Regions from separate parts of the Mus musculus genome. Here all the other regions are linked to region 2. The links are chromatin contacts, called in public Hi-C and promoter capture Hi-C maps. All regions are on one chromosome and are shown on one strand. The core of a region is the stretch at or near the end of the contact, and the rest is flanking DNA. Distances in the headings are between cores, read along the strand shown. Region 1 holds the start of Tlr3 (toll-like receptor 3). Region 2 holds the start of Frg1 (FSHD region gene 1). Region 3 holds the start of Snx25 (sorting nexin 25). Region 4 holds the start of Cyp4v3 (cytochrome P450, family 4, subfamily v, polypeptide 3). Region 5 holds the start of Ufsp2 (UFM1-specific peptidase 2).

Region 1 (3,998 bases), core at 1,139-3,638, 4.0 Mb after region 2:
GGCTAAACAAAACAGGAAAAAAGGGGGGGGGGTCAAGAAAGTATTCTTAAATATTCTAGACAATTCAAAGAATTCTACAGTAACTATGCTTGTGTTAGAGCACATATAGTAATCTATCCACACACCTGTGTCATCAGTTTACAAACCCGTACTGCGAGCATCAGTCTCCTCCTTGGACAGATTACTTCCTCGTTTCTAGTTTCAGTATTTTTAATATATAATTTGTTATCTAATGTAAAACTCCACATAATAAGATGCATTTTAAGTATGTATCCTCTGACTTGGCAAATGAATTGATTTGTGTAACTCAAATCCAAAGAATTCCTCTCTCCCCTTTTCAGTTAATGTCTACCCTTACTCCCAGAAGCAACCAGTGCCTTCCCTACAGATTAGTCCTGTAACCTCAGAAAATGGGATCTCATTCATTCTCATATACATGACTGCCTTTATTAGTGCATTAGTTTTGAAGTTCACCTGTAATATGTTTTTAAAACAATTGCCTCCCCTTTCCCTCAGATGATATGGTCATGACCCCCAGTGATCATATGATATTTACTGATTTTTTTTCTATGCATGTGAGCCTATTATAAACTTTGCATTACAAAACAGATTGCAAAGTAAGAGACAGGCAACTAGCAAATTTTCCTCGAGGTATTGTTTTCACCTCTACTTACCAGATTATGGGTGCAATCCCTGTATCATATTCTACTCCTTGCTTAGGTAACATCTATCCCTCTGGAAAGACTGTAAATAGAAATTAGAATTACTAAGGACCAATGCATTTCCAAACTGTATCCCTGAATAACTGAAAGACAGTCTCAATCTGAAAACAAACTTCATTGAGAGTGAAAAGCAAAAAAAAAAAAAAATCCACCCCCCCAAAAAAAATCCACTAATGAAGCAGGCTGCATGAAAAACAAGGTCATGAGTGACTAGAATGTTAGGGAATTCAGAATGGTGACCACATGCACAAGCAGAAAGACAGAGAAAGTGGGAGGGGGACAAATCCTAAACAGCGTGTTAAGGAGATCATAAAACTTTTTTCATCAGTAACACGAGTTAGTAGGTAATAGTTAATAGTAAGGAAAAGCTTTCAAAACAGTTAGATACGTGTCAACACAAAATCACATCATAAAGTCATGAGAAGAGCTTATGACAACTTCTATATGGTGAAGGTTGACTGCTTTCCCCAAACTAGTCCATAATTTGCCAGCCTGGTTTCTGGCCTTACTCTACAACTTCCAGAACAGCCTGCCCTCCTCTCCTGCTGCCCTTCTTCATTCTGTAACAGAAAGTGACTGGCCAGTTCCTAGAAACATCTGAGAATTTGTCCTTTCTCAAGAACATTGTCATGGAGTGCCAGGTCTTCCTTTCTAGCTCACTAAATACAAAGGACTTTTTAACCTTCTGCGTTTTTGTTGTTGTTGTTGTTGTTGTTGTTTTATTTTGTTTTTGGAAAAGGTGCAATTTTTTAAAAAGTATTTTTAACTACCTTTTAATATAATCCTTTTACTTGCTCTTTGATGATTTCATACTATTCATTACACATACATATGTATTTTGATCTTGTTTACCCCTTACACCCCTCAGAGCCACATTCACCCACTTTTTAAAGCCTTTTACAAAATCACTTTGAATGCTTTCTCAAAGTATCTTTCCAAGAAGAGAAGTCTATAGAGGAAGTATGTTCTTGCTGCTGTTGTTTTAGTTGCTGCATAAAATTGGCATTTCATCACAAGATATCAGAATTTGTAGCTAAATTTACATTTGGAACTATGGTGCATTTTTCCCCTTCTCCCAATACCTGCATCATCTTCTATCTTCTTTTGGTGCGCGATTGTGATTCAGGCAGTTTAACTTCCCAGATAGAGAACAGGTGCGTCAACCTCAAAAGCCAAGTACATTCTGATTTTACTCAGCCTGAGGTCCTGCATCCCCTTAGTTTTCATTCAGACTTTTTTTTTTAAATCACACATTTCCTTTCAGCCTGAAAGTGAAACTTAAGTTGAGAGAGAGAGAGAGAGAGAGAGAGAGAGAGAGAGAGAGGGGGGGGGGGGGAGGGGGAGAGGGAGAGGGAGAGAGAGAGGATATTTTCAGCGAAACAGTTAAATTGTTATTAAACTGTTACCCTTTTTTAGTTTCTTTTTAAGGGCCTCCTGGGATTCATTGAAATGGTCACAAATCGACCTTCAGGGAGGAAGGTGTAAGCCGAGGAACCGGCCGCCGCCTGGGGGCAGAATTCTGGAAGTCAGTAAGTTTCTGGCTTCAGAGCCAAGCCCTCTGCAGTGGGTTTCAGATCCTTGCAAACCTGTGATATGCGCAGTGCATGGTCTGAGGTTGGGACTGCCGCCCAGAGACCCAGAGTGCTGGTCGGGAATCGCGCATAGTGGGAGGGGCCAACAGGGACCGGCCGTGTGGGGAAATGGGATGTGTCTAAACAAAGTGAAAGCCATTCACTTACCTCGCTTTATCTTCTTTGCAAAATGAGTAAAGTCGAACTTAATCTCTTAGGTAAAAATGGCCATCCAGTTTTCCAGCAGGAAATGTTGAGGACATCTCGGACACAGGAGGAGGTCCTGCCTCAAAAGCAGGAAACTCCCAGAAACAACTAGGCCGGGAAATAACAATGGGGGAAGGGAGCAGGGAGGGAGGAAGGAAGGCAGAAGTTTGGTCCAGCACTGGGTGTCACAAAGAGCCTTTCTTACTCAAGCAGGCCCAGTTTTCCACAAAACCCACAAATTAGGCATCAGTAGGCATCTGTTTGGTCAGAGAAGAGCTCGGGATTAACTCCTTCTTCCTCAATTAGCTATGAGGACTCCAACTGGTTAAAGAAACGGAGTTGCAAGGGAATGAAGTCAGTTTTCTTTTCATTACAGATGAGCAATGACATAGTATTCAGCCAGGTTGTTATTTAGTTTTAAAAAAAAAGTTAAACGTAATAAAGCATACAAGAAATGGGAGAGCACCTGACCTGATCTTCTTGTCTTGAAGCCAAGAGAGGGGAGTGCCTGAGCTCTCAGTCAATAGTTCCTTTGTTTGGCAGAGGTGAAAGTGGAAAAGGTGAATGGCCACAGAAGTGAAAGCAAGAAGTAACTTTGTATCCTGGTGCAAATTGCTCTTCCCTGGCCCCAGGAGGTTACTTCCTGTGGTTACCTGGCTCATGGCTACACTCTTAGCTCAACACCATAAGCAAGCACTTTGTCCTCAGTAAATTAATGACCTCTACATTGATCCACCTGGATGCCAACACAACGTTGATAGTCTTGGCAAGATTTCACCTCTGTGGGTTCCTTGAAAACAGGTTGGGCTGCATTTTTGTAATTTTACTTCTGACACCATCTCACAGAAGAACTTGCTAGCCTCTAAAGGACTAGTCTCCTGACAGAGAATCGGCTGCTGTATGGTCCTCTCCCACACTGACCCTTGGCTTGGGTAGCTTTGACCAAGTGGATATCTGTCTGGTTCTGAGTCCATTAGGGAAGCCTGATAAGTGCCTCTGTATTTAAGACTTGTCTTCTTGGAACACCAGTCTCTCTCAGGCTTCATTGGAATCTGGGGCTCCAATGCTATGCAATCAGAAGCCTAGATTAGCTGTGCAATGGATATAAGGAGGGGAATGTGCATGCTCACGAACACCTAGGAGATGGCTAACATGGACTCTGGCTGCATGGGAGACAGTCCTCCAATCTACTTTAACTTACTGCAGTTTCTTCAGCAATGACCTTGAATGACCTTCTTCAACAAGTTCTGCCAACATCCCAGAAAAGCTGCAAACCATCTTGCTGCTGCTTTACTGTTTAGAAATGGAGTGATAGGCCATGCAGCATTAGATAAGTACAATATACTTCCTCTATAATCTATAATATCTTATGCTTTGTAATTCTTTACAGATATTAGGTTAGCTGTAATGTTAGTTGACTAGTAAGTGGCTTCAAATAAATAGAGAACTTTTTTTTCAAGTGTACATATCTTGGCATGTATATGTGTACATACTGGGG
Region 2 (3,519 bases), core at 945-3,444:
TAAGAACTACAAGGTGAGAACTCAGGAGTCATTCCAGCTCTATGAGTGACCTACGGATAAACGATCTTTTACAATTTACAGATGTTTGGTTTAAAACACCGAGAAGCTGCTTCTGCCCTCATTTCCCAGACGACAGACTGCAAAGCAGAAGTAAGCTGAAATAACCCCTCTCCCTACCCCATGTCTTTGGTCAAGTTGTTTTATCAGAGTAATAGAACCCTTAACTAAAGACAGCCTTGTTGTAAAGCATTTCTCAAAAAGCTAAACACTGAGTTATCAAAAATAACACCCTAGGTAATTCTACACACACACACATGTGTGTGTGTGTGTGTGTGCGCGCAGATATCCAAGAGAAATGAAAAAAGTATGTCCACAAAAACCAGAAAACTGATAGCATCATTGTCATTAGCAGAAAACACTCATCAAATGAAGAAAGAACATAATAAAAATAGTATCATTCAGTCACAGAACAGAACAAACACACAGCCCACAGGATGGATTGCTCTTCAAAACGAAGAGCAAGAAGCTAGGTATAGCACACAGCAGCAGCCCCCAGCAAACGGGTGGATCTCTGTGAGTTCCAGGTATAGCACACAGCAGCAGCCCCCAGCACACGGGTGGATCTCTGTGAGTTCCAGGCCAACCAGAGCTACGTACGGAGATCCTGTCTCAACAGCAACCTAAGTGAAAGAAGCCAAACATAGAAGGCTATGTACTATTTAATTCCACAGGCATAACATATTCATAACAAGTAAATCCTTATAGCTGGAAAGCAGTCGACAGAAGCTGGAAGGGCGGGCAGAAGGGTGTGACTATTTAATGGTTGGTTAAACAGTCTCCTTTGGAGTGGCAAAATGCTTACTGACTAAATAGTGGTGAACTCGTAAATATACTAAACCCCACTAGCTGTACACTTTAAAAGGAGTTTATGGCTTATGAATTACAGCTCCATAAATGGAAACACGAGGAGAGATCTTAGGGGAAAAGTGATTATTCAGAGTGCTTACAACAAATTCTGAGCCTTGCTGTGGTTGCAGCCCAAGCCTTTAATCCCAGCACTTGGGGGTTGGTGGGGTGGGGGAGGTGAGGCAGGTGAGTGTCTGAGTTCATGGCTATCCTAGTCTACAGAGTTAAGTTCCAGGACTACACAGAGAAACCTTGTCTCAAAAAAACAAAGAACCAATCATGGAAACATGGAAAGCACTACATAGGTTTTAATAACTGCTGTCTTAACTTCTTTGTATTTTATCGACAACATCTTCAGAAGCAAATTCTAAATTTTAAACAGTTTCAGATTCGGTCAGGATAAAGCTCCGAGCTCATTCAGCACGAAGCTCGCTGACAAGTACCTGTTGAAACTGCTTCAGCGGTGATACAGGAAATAAAGTGTTCAACTTTGGCTAGATCCTTCAAGAGGACGGAAATAGGATCGGGCAAGATATCTTTCTCTATAGGGCTAACTATAAATCACACCCACATGCCTCCACTTGGCTGTTATATTCTGAGTTGGCTGTCTCATTCAGTTCTCATAACTCTTTTTTATAGTCTCGAGGAACAAGAACCAGCGTCTAATAAATCAGCAAACGAACCATCAACCCATCACCGGTGCGAATTCAAGGTCCCGACTCACACTATGATGCAGCTTTGCCTGCCCCCTACATATTACACTGCAGAGAATCAGGGCGTTTTTGTTTGTCCGCTTGCTTTTTCCATTTGCAGGAAAGACCGGTGGAAAAAAAAACTTTCCTTAAAGCAAGTTATCAAGGCAGGCAGGGGGAGGCCTGGGGGGGGGGGCAAAAGTAGGACTCCTGGTCTCTCCGTTTCGGGGGATCCCCGGCCACGCAGCGTCAGCTAAGAAGTGTCGGGGAGGCTGTCCACGCAGGTCTGAGTGTCCTGGGTGGCTTGGCTACCCCGTCCCTTGAGCCCCGGGGATGGATGCACTGAGAACCGCGCCTCCCTCCCGAGCGCCGCCTCACCTCTTGGCTTTAGTGCCCTTGAGCACGAGTTTGGTGGACTTTACATAGGAATATTCGGCCATGGCCCGGCTCGCTGAAGTGGCAGCCTCTGGCAGAGCTTCCGTAGGACTGGGAGGAGGAGGAAGTGGCTCTAACGGCCGGAGCTGAGCGAGTCCCCGAGGAACTCTCGGTCTTCTTCAACCCAAGGCTACGATTCTCCGGCTTCCTGTTTACTGCTTCCGATGCACTACGGCGGCCGTGGAGGGTCCAATCACGTCAGCGTTCCTGCGGCGAAGTCCCGGATGTTCGCGGTTTTTTTTCCCCCCCAAACCAGGCAAAACTTATAGAGACGCCCCCTGGTGGAAGCGAAGGTATCCAACAGTTTCCTGCTGCCGAGGTTGTAAAGACCATACCTGGATTGGATGAGCCAGATGTTGAAAGGATCAAATCTATCTGCCCACTCTCTTTGCAGCGGACATCGCACCAAGTACCCGGCAACCCGCCAGACTGGGCCTGCACAGAGAAACCGAGATGTGTGTTCTGTGGAGGCGTGGGTCACAGCCTTGGCTTCGGGCAACTTTATCAACGACTCTGGCTCCAGAGTTGTTAGTTGTGTTGTACATGTTTTACTCGTGTATTGTGTATGAGTAACACACAAGAAACAATTGAGGAATGATACAATGTATAGTTGCTAACTACTGGTTTCTATCGCAAGTGCTGAAGAGACTTTGGTCTCCACACCGAATACTGTCTTTCCCTGTAGTCTTGATCCAGCCAAGTGCGTATTCCTTTTGCCTCCTCCAATCTTCCCCGCAATGTTATAACTCCCTTCCATTACAAACAATGCACCGCTGATACAGCTTCTGTGTGATCTTTGGTTTTTGTGAAAGAAACATGAATGCTGTTAGAATCAAAAAATGGAATGGCTTTGTCAACACTTGACAAATATAAAACACTTTTGAAGGAATGATTGATGGCAGCTCTGGCAAGGGATGACGTGCAAAGATATTCTAGGTCTGTGTGATCTGGCTGGAATCCAGACACACACTTAGTACACACCTTTAATCCTAAACAACGATGTCTAATTGAGGGGCAAACAAAGTGGTGAATCAGAGGGAGATTTGACAGAATATGCTCAACGCTCATCTGAGTGGCACAAGAGAGAGAAGCTATTCAGGTCAGGGGCAAGTTCAGTCTTTAGCGCTTGTCAGTCAGTGGGGAGTCAGAGTGGCGAGTACAGTACAGTGGAGTTGAGTGAGTTCCTTCATGAGCTCCTGCAGTTCAGTGAAGGTCAGCAGAGGCAGTTAAAGCCAGAGAATGAGAAGCCAGAAGATTAGAATAGATTACCAGAGTTAGTTTGAGGGCAAGCAGAGCAACTCAGGAGACACGGAGAGAAGCCAGATGAAAATCAGTCAGCTTGGAGAGGAGTTGAAGCCAGAATAGATTAGCTGAATCAGCCAGCCAGAATTTAGAAAGGAGTGGAAAGGGTGAGTTTATTCAGCAGCAAGCCTCTGAGATGGCGATTACATCTAGCAAATAGAAGATATTTTTGACAAAACTATCA
Region 3 (3,725 bases), core at 544-3,043, 4.7 Mb after region 2:
GTGCCTTATATAGGTCTAAAACCTAACTGGTAAACTTTTAGGACCCTTACTTATTAGAACTGAGAAAAGAATAGAAGGAAGAACACATCTACCCACCAACTCTAAAATGCAAACGATAGTCACAAATGTTTAGCCAAATCAAAGTTTCTAAGCGGAACAGGCATTGCTATTCTTTTGAGACTGCCGCTGTGTTTCCTGAGTCTAATGAGTGAGGATGCCATTCTGAAGTGACAGGCTCTGGAAAGTCATTTTGAAAAGTAGGAAGCTCTTCCAGAAAGTAATAAACGGTTCATGCCATAAGCAAATAGAAACTCTGGGGACAGCAGTCACTCTAACAAACGTTTTTATGAAGTTGAGCCACTGCCATTGCTCTGGCTCCCAAGATCTCGGGCAATTTTAGTTTTATGAAGATATCAATCAGCCAAGTCCGGTAAAATGAAGGTCCTTTTAAAGGGTTATTATAAACAGACTGGAGGTAAAGTTTGATTTAAGGCAAACAGGGTTGGTAGGAAGGAGGGCAAAGCACGTTGAAAATCCAGTTCTTTCCTACGTTCCGCAACATAACCACAACCCTGATGTCCTACACCTGCCTGAGGACAGCTTTTCCTCTTAACAAACGACAGTGGTTCCTGGTGAGCATGCCACCCCCTCAACCCCCTCAAATAGACATCCACCTGAGCTGCATGACAACTTAACCAACATGGTGGAAGACAGGACCTTACAGGTATGAAGTACACGGGGCCCATTGAGTGAGCTCCCTCGGACTGGGTGACCTAACCAAGTTTTCTCTTCTGTAAGCCGTCATAAAGTTATCTCCCAACCACTACAGATCGAAGAACCAAACAGGAGCATCAGTGATGAATGCGAAGCCTGCCTCCCGTGGGTGCTGTAAGCGGATTTTTCTCGGCACTCACCAACTGCACTTCAACATCGGAGACCCGCCTGGATGGATCTCTCTGTGCAGAGGATGGTGGATGAGTTAACTACAGCGCCTAAAACGGCGCGCGTGACCAAGCCCGCGCAGCCCAGTCTTCCGCGGGCTTCGGCTGCCGGAGGGCCACCCGGCCGGAGCCCCCCGGGGTCTGCGCGCGCACGAGGCCGCGGGCACGCGAGGCAGTCGAGACCGGTACTCACCCGCAGCGGACAGCGGACGGTCGCCGCCAGCCGGCTCCAGGAAGAGACGAAGTCCGGCGGCTGGGCGCGCGGGCTCCAGCAGACGAGCGAGACCAGTGTCCCCAGCAGCAAGGCGGCCGCGGCGCAGCTCAGGTACAGGCTGAGGCGCAGCAGCACGGCGCCCGGCCCCGTGCCCGCCGCCGGTCCCCAGCCTGGGACCAGGCAGCACAGCGCCAGCACTGCCAGGGCGGCCACGGCCGCGGGCCCCCGCCAGCCCCAGCCCGGGCCGTCCGCCGTCCGCGGCCGGTCCGCGGAGCCCCGGGCAGCGCGGCAGGCGTCTGCGGCGGACGTGGGGCCGCGGCGGGCGCCGCTGCTGTCGGTGGCATCGCGGTGCATGCTGCTTCCTGGGCCGCTGGCGACAGGCTCATCTCCCGGCCCGCAGCCCCCCGGCGCCGCCCCGGGCCGTGGCCTGTGCGCGGCGCCCCGCCGCCTCGCCGCTCCCGCCGCCGCTCGCGAGGCAAGGGCAGCCCGCGCTCATGCCCTCGCCGGCGGCCCTGAGCGGGAACCGCTCCAACAGACACCGCCGCGCCCCCCCTCCCGCCTCGGTGCCGCCGCCCCGCGCCGGGCCCGCAGCTGCCCGCCGACCGGGCGCGCCCAGGTAGCGGGACCGCGAGGGGGACTGAAACCCCAAGGGCTCGAGACGCGCGGGGGCGGGGGCGGGACCTGCGGCTGAGTGACAGTGGGGCGGGGTCGCCCCGCCCACCCGGGGCGGGGGCGGCCGGAAAGGGGCGCGACCAATCGCAGTGGACCCCGCTACTTCCCGAGCCCCGCCCCCGCCCCCCGGGGACCGCGTCTGTTCGTGGAAAATTTTGCTGCAGGTGTCAGAAGCCTGCGTTGAGCTCCGCTCAGGTACCCCCTTATTTTCGTCTCTCCGCTCCTCGCCTTGCCTACAGCCCCATACCAGACGCCAGCCTTGTTCTCTAGCTCTCTGATTAACCTCGTACTGTCCCTGATCCTCTCTTTTACTACTTTCTTCCAACGGACCCCACTCCACTGCCCAAGGGTAGGGGACTAAGACAAACCTGGAGGAGTCAAGCGAAGCCTGTGGTTCCCACTTACTTATGGAAAGACTCCCCAGTGCCAGAGAGTGTACATAGCTGCCACAATCGATTTGGCTCCGATTTTGTGTTTTTGTTGCCAACAACTACTCGGTACAAAAGCTGTTACCCACGCAAAAGAAACTGGTTCAAAGAATTTTGAGAGAACATATTTTCCTTTCCTCTCTTGACTGCAGCCGGTAGTCTACAGACGATGTTTGCTGAGATGAAAGATGTCCAAATGCTGCTCAATACTGTAACAGAGCTGCCAAAGCCCATAAAGGGTGTTGACTGTCTTAGAGGGATGATGGAAATGAAGGATTTCTGAAGACACTGGGAGAGGAGATAGAGTAGAGAAGACAAAAAAAAAAAAAAAAATGAAATAAGAAAATAAGAGAAGCTTGACAGATAAGGAGCTAGCACCCCCATGACACTGAGATGAAGAAGTCCAGGTTCTTTAACTTGTACTATTTTGTTTTGTGACAGGGTCTCTCTGTGTAAACCTGGCTATCCTGAAACTCACTATGTGGACCAGGCTAGTCTGGACCCCCCCAGAGATCTACTTGCCTCTGCTTTCAGAGTGCTGGAATCAAAGGTGTGCAGCCTAGGTTTGCAGTGTTCGCTAATATGGTGATGGGTAGTGCCCTCCGAGTAGCAGACAAGTAACATAGGTGTTACAATGCAGTGTTATATATTGTGGCTACACTGGGTTTTTGGTTTTGTTTTGTTTTTTTCTGTAAAGGGGTTGTTCCATCTGTAATAAGTATTGTGCCATTTCATCAAAAAAAAGGAAAAAAGTCACAATACTCATGAATAAAGTGCTTGCTTACTTGCTTGCTTAAAACAAAGTATTACACAAAAAAGTTATTATTCAAGAAAAGGTACAGGTATACATTAACAATCCACCCATGTATTCATTCCAGGTCTTCATAATAAATTTCCCCAATGGCATATGGATTTCAAGTGGGAGACGAAGTCATAGATTTAAAAAGCATACCTAAAATTTAATTCTAATAGAATGTAGTATTTAAGTGAATTATTTTTATAACTATTTAAAGACAAGTATGTTTCTCATGTTTCTAAAAGGATTTCTAAAAAGATTTTTAAATTTTATTTTATGCGAGCGCTTTGCTTGCCTGTGTTTGTTTGTGTGCCGTGTGCATGTGGTGCTCTCAGCAAGAAACGAACATGGGGTCCCCAGAACTGTAGGTAGGAACAGCTATGCGTGACCATGTGGATGCTGGGAACTGAACCTGACTCCGCTGTAAGACCACTGAGTGCTCTTCACCACGGAGCTATCTCTCCCACCCCAAGCTTGTCGCTTTTTAATATTAGTTGGTGTTCACAGAACATCACATTCTTTTATATGGGCTAAGAAAACGTAGGAAGATAATGAGTTTCTCATACCAAATGTGATTACAGAGAAAAGCTCTAGACATTTCATCTCCACCCCAACAGATACTGTCGAGCCTGATGACAGATGGAGAAATAGAGGCACTAGAGGAACTTGACTCA
Region 4 (3,953 bases), core at 220-2,719, 3.9 Mb after region 2:
AAGATTTAAATGCTTAGCATAGGGAATGCCAGGGTTGTGACATGGGAGTGGGTGGGAGGGTGGGAGAGCACCCTCATAGAAGCAGGGGGAGGGGATGGGATAGGGAGGTTTTGGAGGGGAAACCGGAAAGGGGGATAACATTTGAAATGTAAATAAAGAAAATAACCAATAAAAAATTTAAAAATAAAATGAGATGCAACTATATTAAAACCTATATTAAAGAAGATTTAAAATTGATGGTCAGCCCGTAAAACAACTATTAATAGTTAATCTGAAGAAAAGGTAGGATCTGGTGTAGGTTCTTTTAAAATGTGCCATCTGGAAGTCTCTTCTCAGTTCTGGATGTCCAGGCTTACACAGCCATGAAGATTAAGTGTTAAGACTGAATACACTATCTCTAACAGGGAACCACAGATACCACTATTTTTAAGAACTTTCTGACTTTAGGTATTTTTCTAAAGCAAAAGAACAAAATTTTTTTGCATAAAACATTTCTTTAAAATTATTTCAGGTTTAAAAAACACCACCAACAACAATAACGACAAAAACCTCTCCAATAAGTAAGATTTTTGAACCTAGCCATATAAATTTACTTCAAGGCCCTTGGCAGTAGAGTCTGCTGAAGTGGCCTTGAAAGACTTCCTCAGAAGGATTGATCTACAAAGGCCAAGAGGATTTTAACTGCATATCAATCAATTAATTTTACTTGGAAAGACTGTAACCTGTTCTATACACACATGCTATATACACATATGTATGTTTGCTATGCTCGTTATAGGATGGGAGGCACAAAGCAATTTGGCAGGCACTAGAGTGGAAATGGGTATGGGGAGAATTAGGAACTTACTCCCTGGAGGGTAAGGGTGAGTTGGAGGGGTGGGGGTGTGGAGGTTGGAAGATTTCTTCTTTCTCCTAGCAGGTCTGAGGGATGTGAAGACCTCAATTGTGGCAAGAAAAAGTTGGGAGGGAGTGGGAGCAGTCCATTAAATAGGTGTCTCTGACTGACGAGGCGCCTAACAGCCTTAGTTAGAGTAGTAGACGGAGTAGACACTTCCTTGTACATACACATACCTGCGTTGTTGGGCTTCATATAAAGCGCGTGTCCCACCAAGGGGTAGGCGCGGGCCACCGACGGGATTGACCGCATCTGCTGCCATTTCCGCGCGTAGCTTACCAGCATCGGAAAGATGCTGATCAGGATAGTGGCGCCGGCCAGGGAGACCGCGCTCGCTGCGCCCCAAAGCAATAGTTTCTGCCCACTGAGCCCTAACCACAGCCACAACATCTCTCTGATTCCCCTCTTCCCTCTGGATTGCCAGTGAGAAGGTGGCGACCAGTCGCTGCCGGGTGCAGAGGAGGGAGGGACAAATTCGGGAACTCCAAGCTCCCGGCTCAGGGCTCAGGAAAAAGAACCCCCGGGGCACACCAGGTCCTCTCAGATCTTCCAGCTCTGGAGCTGGGAAAATCTGTAGCGTCTGCACCACGCCCTGGGGACAAACTTTCCGAGGGGGCGGGGAAAGCTCCCGCAGGTTTGTTGTGATGCCCTGCACGAGTCTGCGTACTACGCGCCAGCCACTGGGGTTCAAGGCGAAAGCGAAAGACCGGAACAACTTCTGAGCTCTGAAGTTCAGAATGCACGTGAAAGCTCACGGTGTGGAAAGATGAGGATGGCGGAGGAAGTCGAATTTAGGGTAGCTTCGGGATGGAGAAGAAACTAGAAATTCGCATCGCCAGTTCCGGACACCCTAGGGCCGGCTAATGTGGGCTGTTAAGAATTTTGCAACTCCCTTGCTTTGTGGAAGGATTACAGATCTCATAAGCAGTCTGTTTTAAAAAATTCAAATGAAGAGTCCTCGGTGTCGAAAGGCAGTTTTTGGAATTCTAAATTCAACTAGCCCTTGCGCAAACCTGCATCAGTTGCTGCCCTAGGGCAGGGCCGGTTGCCCAGGGGCACCGGACACACTCTGGCCCCTGCTTCAGGGTCCGGCACAGCAACCGCCTTCCCATGACCTAGAAGTTTAGGGAAGCCACGTATCCAGTGAGTGTCAGCTGACAGACTGAATCACCAGAACTAAAGGAGAACACAGTCTAGCACTTCCCTAAACATTCTCTGATCAAGGAAAGCCAGAACTAGAGAGAACAAGGGTGGGGATGGAGGGGCTCAGAAGTGGGTGGAAGAAGGCATGCTATGAGGAGGGTTGGCAACAGTAATGGGGCACAGTCAAAGTGAAGCTAAAATGCCAAGCCTGCAGAAAGGGAAAGGCCAGAAAGAAGAAGCTAGCAAAGTTATTTACTAGCTACCCATGGAGGTCTCCAGCCTGAACAGGAGTCCCTGTTCTACACCCCATTGTCCTTACCAAAGGGCAGGATGAGAAGTGCCCTTGCCTACTGCACACTGGGGAGAGTGCCAAGAAAGTTGAAATCCACAGATGCCCTGGATTCTCATTTTCTTGAGAATGTTATTTTCATACAGAGACTGCATGGTGTGCCCACAAACACCCGTGTGGCCTCTGGGACCTGAAGAAAGCACATCTAGGGCTTTCCTCAGTTGAATTTTTAAAAACGTATTACATTCTTTTTAAACTGTATGCAAGCATGGAGATCAGAGGACAACAACCCACCATGTGGTTTTGGAGGCTCAAACGCAAGTGGTCAAGTTTGGTGTCAAGCTCTTTGGCCAGCTGAGCCATGTTGCCCACCCCTGCAGTTACTTTTTACAAAAGAGCCATCTGGTGTGTACTGTCAGGAAAAGAAGTTCATAAAACATTAAGTGAAAGAGCAAAAGAAAACAAATGACGAAGCAAAATATACATTGTTACATTATCGTAAGTATTCAAAGTAGCATGTTATATAGTGTATGTATCCACACTAGTGTAGAACATTAATATATTTCATAAAACATAGTAATATAAATATAGATGCTTCATATGCTGTGGATAATTATGAATATTCCTTCTCTTTGATATCTTTTGACTCAATTATTTCCATTCAGTACATATGCTTATGAGCAGAAGTGCTCGGTGATATGCTAATATATAATTGTCCTTAAAATTGCCTGTTTTCAAGAAGTGTATTGGGGCTGGTGAGATGGCTCAGTGGGTAAGAGCACCCGACTGCTCTTCTGAAGGTCCGGAGTTCAAATCCCAGCAACCACATGGTGGCTCACAACCATCTGTAATGAGATCTGACGCCCTCTTCTGGAGTGTCTGAAGACAGCTACAGTGTACTTATAATAAATAAATAAATAAATAAATAAATAAATAAATAAGAAGTTTATCGATTTACTGTATTTATTATATTCCATGGCTATAATGCACATACACCAATATATCTACGAATGCATAAATATAATGAAAACTTTTCTTTGCAACTACACTAGGCAGGTATGGAGGCAGAAAGTGAAGAGTTGTTTTTGGTTTTGGTTTTTTTGTTTTTGTTTTGTTTTTTTCCTTCTGCGTTGTTGAATCACTTTCAGGCATTCTACAGAAATATCGTGTTTACTTACTGCTGTTAAGTATGTCTCGTGAGCTTTAGTTTGCTTCCCTCTAAAGGGAGCCCTAAAAGGACTGAGGCTGAGCTGTAGGCTCAATTACAGCTATAAGAGTAGAAGATATGCCTCTATGTGATTTGCTGCTAATCTCTGTGGACAAAGGGGAATTGTAAGATAAACCCATCTCTTCACAAACAAGCTTGGGGCGTGTCTCAGTAAGGGACAAACAGGGATATGGGTAAAGGCAAGTTTCCAAACATGGAATGGTGTGAGCTCTACCACACTTTCAGGGTCCCTCCAAAGAGCACTGTCTATTTTCAGGGAGGTGGGGAGAACGGACAGGGACTGGATGCCAAGTGTAGGAGCTTTGTCAGTGTTGCATAAAGGAGGACAGGCATTGAAGATTCGTCCTAAGGGATGGGGAAATCTGTTGATTTGTAGATGAGCAAAATAGATATTATTG
Region 5 (3,697 bases), core at 913-3,412, 4.6 Mb after region 2:
TGTCCTTATAAAAGTTGCCTTGGTCATGGTGTCTGTTCACAGCAGTAAAACCCTAACTAAGACAATATGTATGTAATCAAAATCTTTGTATTGGAAATATATGCTATTCAAGTATTTTAAAATACCAAAGATACTCACGATTAAATGGTGACACATATTTGTCGCCCACAGTGATGTATTCCATCTCACTGAAGAGGCCAATCCTCTCCATATCTGTTTTCCCACCTTCTATCGGCATGATTGCTCCTTGGGGTGGTAACTTCACAAAGGTTCTTAGATCTTCTTTTGCAGCAAAATCCTACTTTACACTGAAAACTACAGGAAATTAATTTTAAAGAAAAGAATGATTATTAAATATCAAACTATTTATTTGCCATTATTTTAAGTCTCTGGATTGGTTGGTTGGTTGACTTCTTTTACGTACCCGCACAAGCCCCATCAGATAGGCTTGTGCATAGCTTTTGTGAGACCAAACTAGGAACAATATACTTTGCAGGTTAAAGTTTTTGTTTCCAGTTAAGACAGTTAAGACTAAGCTCCTGTTCATCCTGTACAGGCTACGGTTTCTATTTGTAGTTAAAGAATACGTTCCTGTTTGTCCTGCGTTAAGTGCTTCCAAGTTGAGATTTCTCCTTGTAATTAAGGACTGATCCCTGTTTCTTAGATAGGATGTAAACTGCAAAATGTCTTTCAACCAACACTAAACTTGCTACCCGATTCACATGATGTAGGAACATGACCTTGTTCCTTCCCTTTCACATTGTTCTTTGGTTTTGTTTTTACAATGTATAACAGCCAACTCTCTCAGTCCGGTGAACGATCTCTCTCTCTCTCTCTCTCTCTCTCTCTCTCTCTCTCTCTCTCTCTCTCTCTCTCTCTCGTGTAAAAAGGACCTAATGAGGCTGCCGCAAGGGGTGCTCTCAGAGTGAGACAGCCAGCAGGCTAGTACGGGCACACCCCAACACACAGCTTGCTTTAATTGGACAGTCATGGAGTTGGTCTCTTCTCCTGGAGATTCTCCGCTTTAACACCTTCCCAAGCTTCATTAACAGTCATCTTATATCCGTGGTTTGGCACCCTTTATTTTCCCCAGTGAACTGACAGCTAGGAACCATGAACTGAGTTTCAATCTCCTTCACCACATTCTTGAGGCAACGCTGCCCAGACTGGAATGGAACTCCTGGAATCAGGGAACCTCTGCCCTAACCTCCGGAGCGGCTTGAACGACAAAACCCCTTTAGTTTTTTACCATTGTCGCCCCAGCGCTTGCGGCCAATGCCTTCAACTTTGTCCCTACAATAAACTCTTTAAGTAAAACTTACAAAGTATTCATTCACACATTTACGCAATGTTTTTTGCAACCCTCTCCTTCTGGTCAGGTAGAAGTAGGAAAACAGACTTTAAAAGGCATAAATTTTGGTTTATAATCACGTAGACACGAAAATCGTGGGATTCTACCCAAGTAGAATATGGCAAGTTCCCTTCAAAAAGTTTGGCTAAGAAGGTTCCTCTGTTACAGCCCTGTCCACTGCATCCTTGCAATTTACTCAATAAATTCTTTTCTACGCCAGGAAAAAAAAAAAAAAAGTTTGGCTAAAAGGGAGAAACTGCAGAAAATAAATGGACTGATTGTCTAAGTTATTCCCTCTAAGGAAAGGTAGCTTGAAGTAGGCAGGTAGCTAAGGAAAACCCATGTCTGCGAGGCCGAGTCACCTCTCCAAAAGACACCTAATCCCACAACCAGAATCAGATGGACCCTGCTCCGGTCGGGGATCACTCCACAGCAGAGCCCGAAGAGCTCGAGGCCACGCGCTTGGCCGGGGCTCCAGCCTAGAGCGCAGCAGCAGAGGCGCGCGCCGCACAGTTCCGCAAGCTGCCGCTGGCGCATGTTAGGCCGCGTTGCCGTGGGAACGGGAGAACCCTTTCCCAACGTGCTACTGTAGGCCCTCGGAACGTTCGAACCCGCACGGCGCGTCCACGAAAACGGAAGAAAGGCCATAGAATACGTAAGTCTCAGCCAATAAAATCTCTCGAAACTAAGCCTTCTGTTTCCCCGCCATCGGCGAATAGTTTCCCTGTGGTACGCTCCGTGATGGTTGACGCGAAGCATTCTGGGAGTTGTAGTCACCTGTCGGAGCCCCGCAGTCGGCGGGCGTGACGTCACTTCCGGGACGACCCTTGCTTGCACGAAGTAGGTGTTCTTGCCATCGCCAGTGGTGCTTGGTAAGTGATTCTGGTTGTCAGTGACCTCCCCGTATTTACCCCTAGGACTTCGTCAACCGTTAGGAGAATGGCTCCAGGCCCCTAAAAGGAGCTGCTCCTGAGAGGCCAAAAGTCGCGGTACAAACTATCCTCACTTGGATCTCTTGGGTGATCTGGTCACCAGCAGCACCGGGTCATGCGACTCTCCGGGTCAGTCAGTGCATCTTGACAGTAAGGCACTATTTGTCGTATTTAGAAGCTAGCTAAAAGAACTTTTGGTTTTGAAAAGATAGACCTAACTTCCTTAAAATAGTCTTCTCCCTTCGCTTACGTGGCACAGAACTCTCCAGCTTCCCCCTTCTCCTAGCTCAGCTAAGTCCTGCCATCTGTACCGCAGATGATAATCTTCAGCTTACACCCTGAGCTTTCTCTCCGAACCCAATTCATAAGTCTAGTCAACTGCTTCCACTTAAATAAATCATTCAAACTCAGCAGTTACAGAGCCGGCTCATCATTTCCTGTTCTCCCCGCACTCTTCCTTCAGAATTCCCATTCGATAACCCAGCTCACCCCTCCTTGTGCCCACCAAACCCTTGACAAACTTGCCTCATCTCAAGAACAAAGTCAATAATCAAGTCTGGGTTCTACTTCTGGCTGGCTGTATTAAAACCTTCTTTACCGTCCTTGAGCTTTGTCCTTGCTGTCCGTCCATGGGTCATAGTCTAAGTGATCTTTTGCTTTGGTTTTAGGACAGAGCCTCACAAAACCCAGGCTGTCCTTGAACTGGCTACACAGTCAGGAATGACTTTGAAATCCAGACCTTCCTGCCTCTACCTCCCAAGTGTTGGGCTTACAATCGTATACATCAGCCTTCCTACATGTTGTTTCAATTAAGCGAACCTTCACCAATTGGCCACTGTGCTTAGAATGGGCTTACACACATAAGAATACCTCTTTACCTTGGAAAATTTAAGGCTTCTTTTATGGGCTACTTACCTGCCCTTCGAATTTCAGCTTAAATATTACATCTTCATAGAGTATCTTGCTTTAAAAGCCTAAAGAGACCCTGGCGCTTTCACATATGATTGCTTAAAGAATTGTCATAACAACCCTGGTTGAAGTACCATATCTTTTCCCCATTTTTTACAGAAAAGAATAGGCGTGACTGATTATGTTAAGCAGAAATCTTATTGTATAAGTACCCGAGTTAAACCTTACTCTTGCTTGTCTTTTCTTTTTTCTTTCTTTTCTTTCTTTCTTTTTTCTTTTTCTTTCTTTCTTTCTTTCTTTCTTTTTTTTTTTCAAGACAGGGTTTTTTGCTTGTCTTTTCAATCTTCAGTTTATGTAAGTATTTTTCTTACTCAAATGGTAATGTTGTTCTAAATTTATCAAACTTCTCACTGGTAGTTCTCACAGTATTTTCCAGTTTTGAGGGGTTTAGTTTTTTATGATAAACAACAGAATGAATGGACAGCATTATTAAACTTTTTGTTGT

The links. Promoter capture Hi-C pulls out the DNA fragments that hold promoters and counts their contacts. A called contact is a pair of places that touch in the nucleus more often than the background predicts.
Region 1: a promoter capture Hi-C map of pre-B cells shows a contact between it and region 2. The contact joins the promoter of Tlr3 here to the promoter of Frg1 in region 2. A contact is called at or near these places in 2 of 39 promoter capture datasets (pre-B cells and second pharyngeal arch cranial neural crest).
Region 3: a contact with region 2 is called in a promoter capture Hi-C map of pre-B cells. The contact joins the promoter of Snx25 here to the promoter of Frg1 in region 2. A contact is called at or near these places in 1 of 39 promoter capture datasets (pre-B cells) and 1 of 484 Hi-C or Micro-C datasets (CD4 T cells).
Region 4: a contact with region 2 is called in a Hi-C map of B cells, with 8 read pairs. The contact joins the promoter of Cyp4v3 here to the promoter of Frg1 in region 2. A contact is called at or near these places in 2 of 39 promoter capture datasets (cranial neural crest and second pharyngeal arch cranial neural crest) and 1 of 484 Hi-C or Micro-C datasets (B cells).
Region 5: a contact with region 2 is called in a promoter capture Hi-C map of pre-B cells. The contact joins the promoter of Ufsp2 here to the promoter of Frg1 in region 2. A contact is called at or near these places in 3 of 39 promoter capture datasets (cranial neural crest, hippocampal neurons and pre-B cells) and 1 of 484 Hi-C or Micro-C datasets (the G1E-ER4 cell line).

The regions. Positions count from the first base shown.
Region 1 is chr8:45,407,992-45,411,989 of GRCm38.p6, forward strand. Tlr3 (toll-like receptor 3) reads right to left here and starts at 2,389. Exons shown (of 7, transcript NM_001357316.1): 1 at 2,309-2,389; 2 at 1,805-1,987; 3 at 675-744.
Region 2 is chr8:41,414,924-41,418,442 of GRCm38.p6, forward strand. It overlaps Frg1 (FSHD region gene 1), which reads right to left and starts at 2,195. Exons shown (of 9, transcript NM_013522.3): 1 at 1,977-2,195. The coding sequence starts at 2,038. It overlaps Gm50494 (a long non-coding RNA gene), which reads left to right and starts at 2,203. Exons shown (of 2, transcript XR_003947538.1): 1 at 2,203-2,326; 2 at 2,428-2,812.
Region 3 is chr8:46,150,648-46,154,372 of GRCm38.p6, forward strand. It overlaps Snx25 (sorting nexin 25), which reads right to left and starts at 1,794. Exons shown (of 19, transcript NM_001372342.1): 1 at 1,135-1,794. The coding sequence starts at 1,509.
Region 4 is chr8:45,331,694-45,335,646 of GRCm38.p6, forward strand. Cyp4v3 (cytochrome P450, family 4, subfamily v, polypeptide 3) reads right to left here and starts at 1,470. Exons shown (of 11, transcript NM_133969.3): 1 at 1,072-1,470. The coding sequence starts at 1,285. All of the region lies in intron 3 of Gm30504 (a long non-coding RNA gene), which reads left to right.
Region 5 is chr8:45,973,366-45,977,062 of GRCm38.p6, forward strand. It overlaps Ufsp2 (UFM1-specific peptidase 2), which reads left to right and starts at 2,163. Exons shown (of 12, transcript NM_138668.2): 1 at 2,163-2,223. It overlaps 1700029J07Rik (RIKEN cDNA 1700029J07 gene), which reads right to left and starts at 1,887. Exons shown (of 7, transcript NM_001033148.3): 1 at 139-1,887. The coding sequence starts at 238.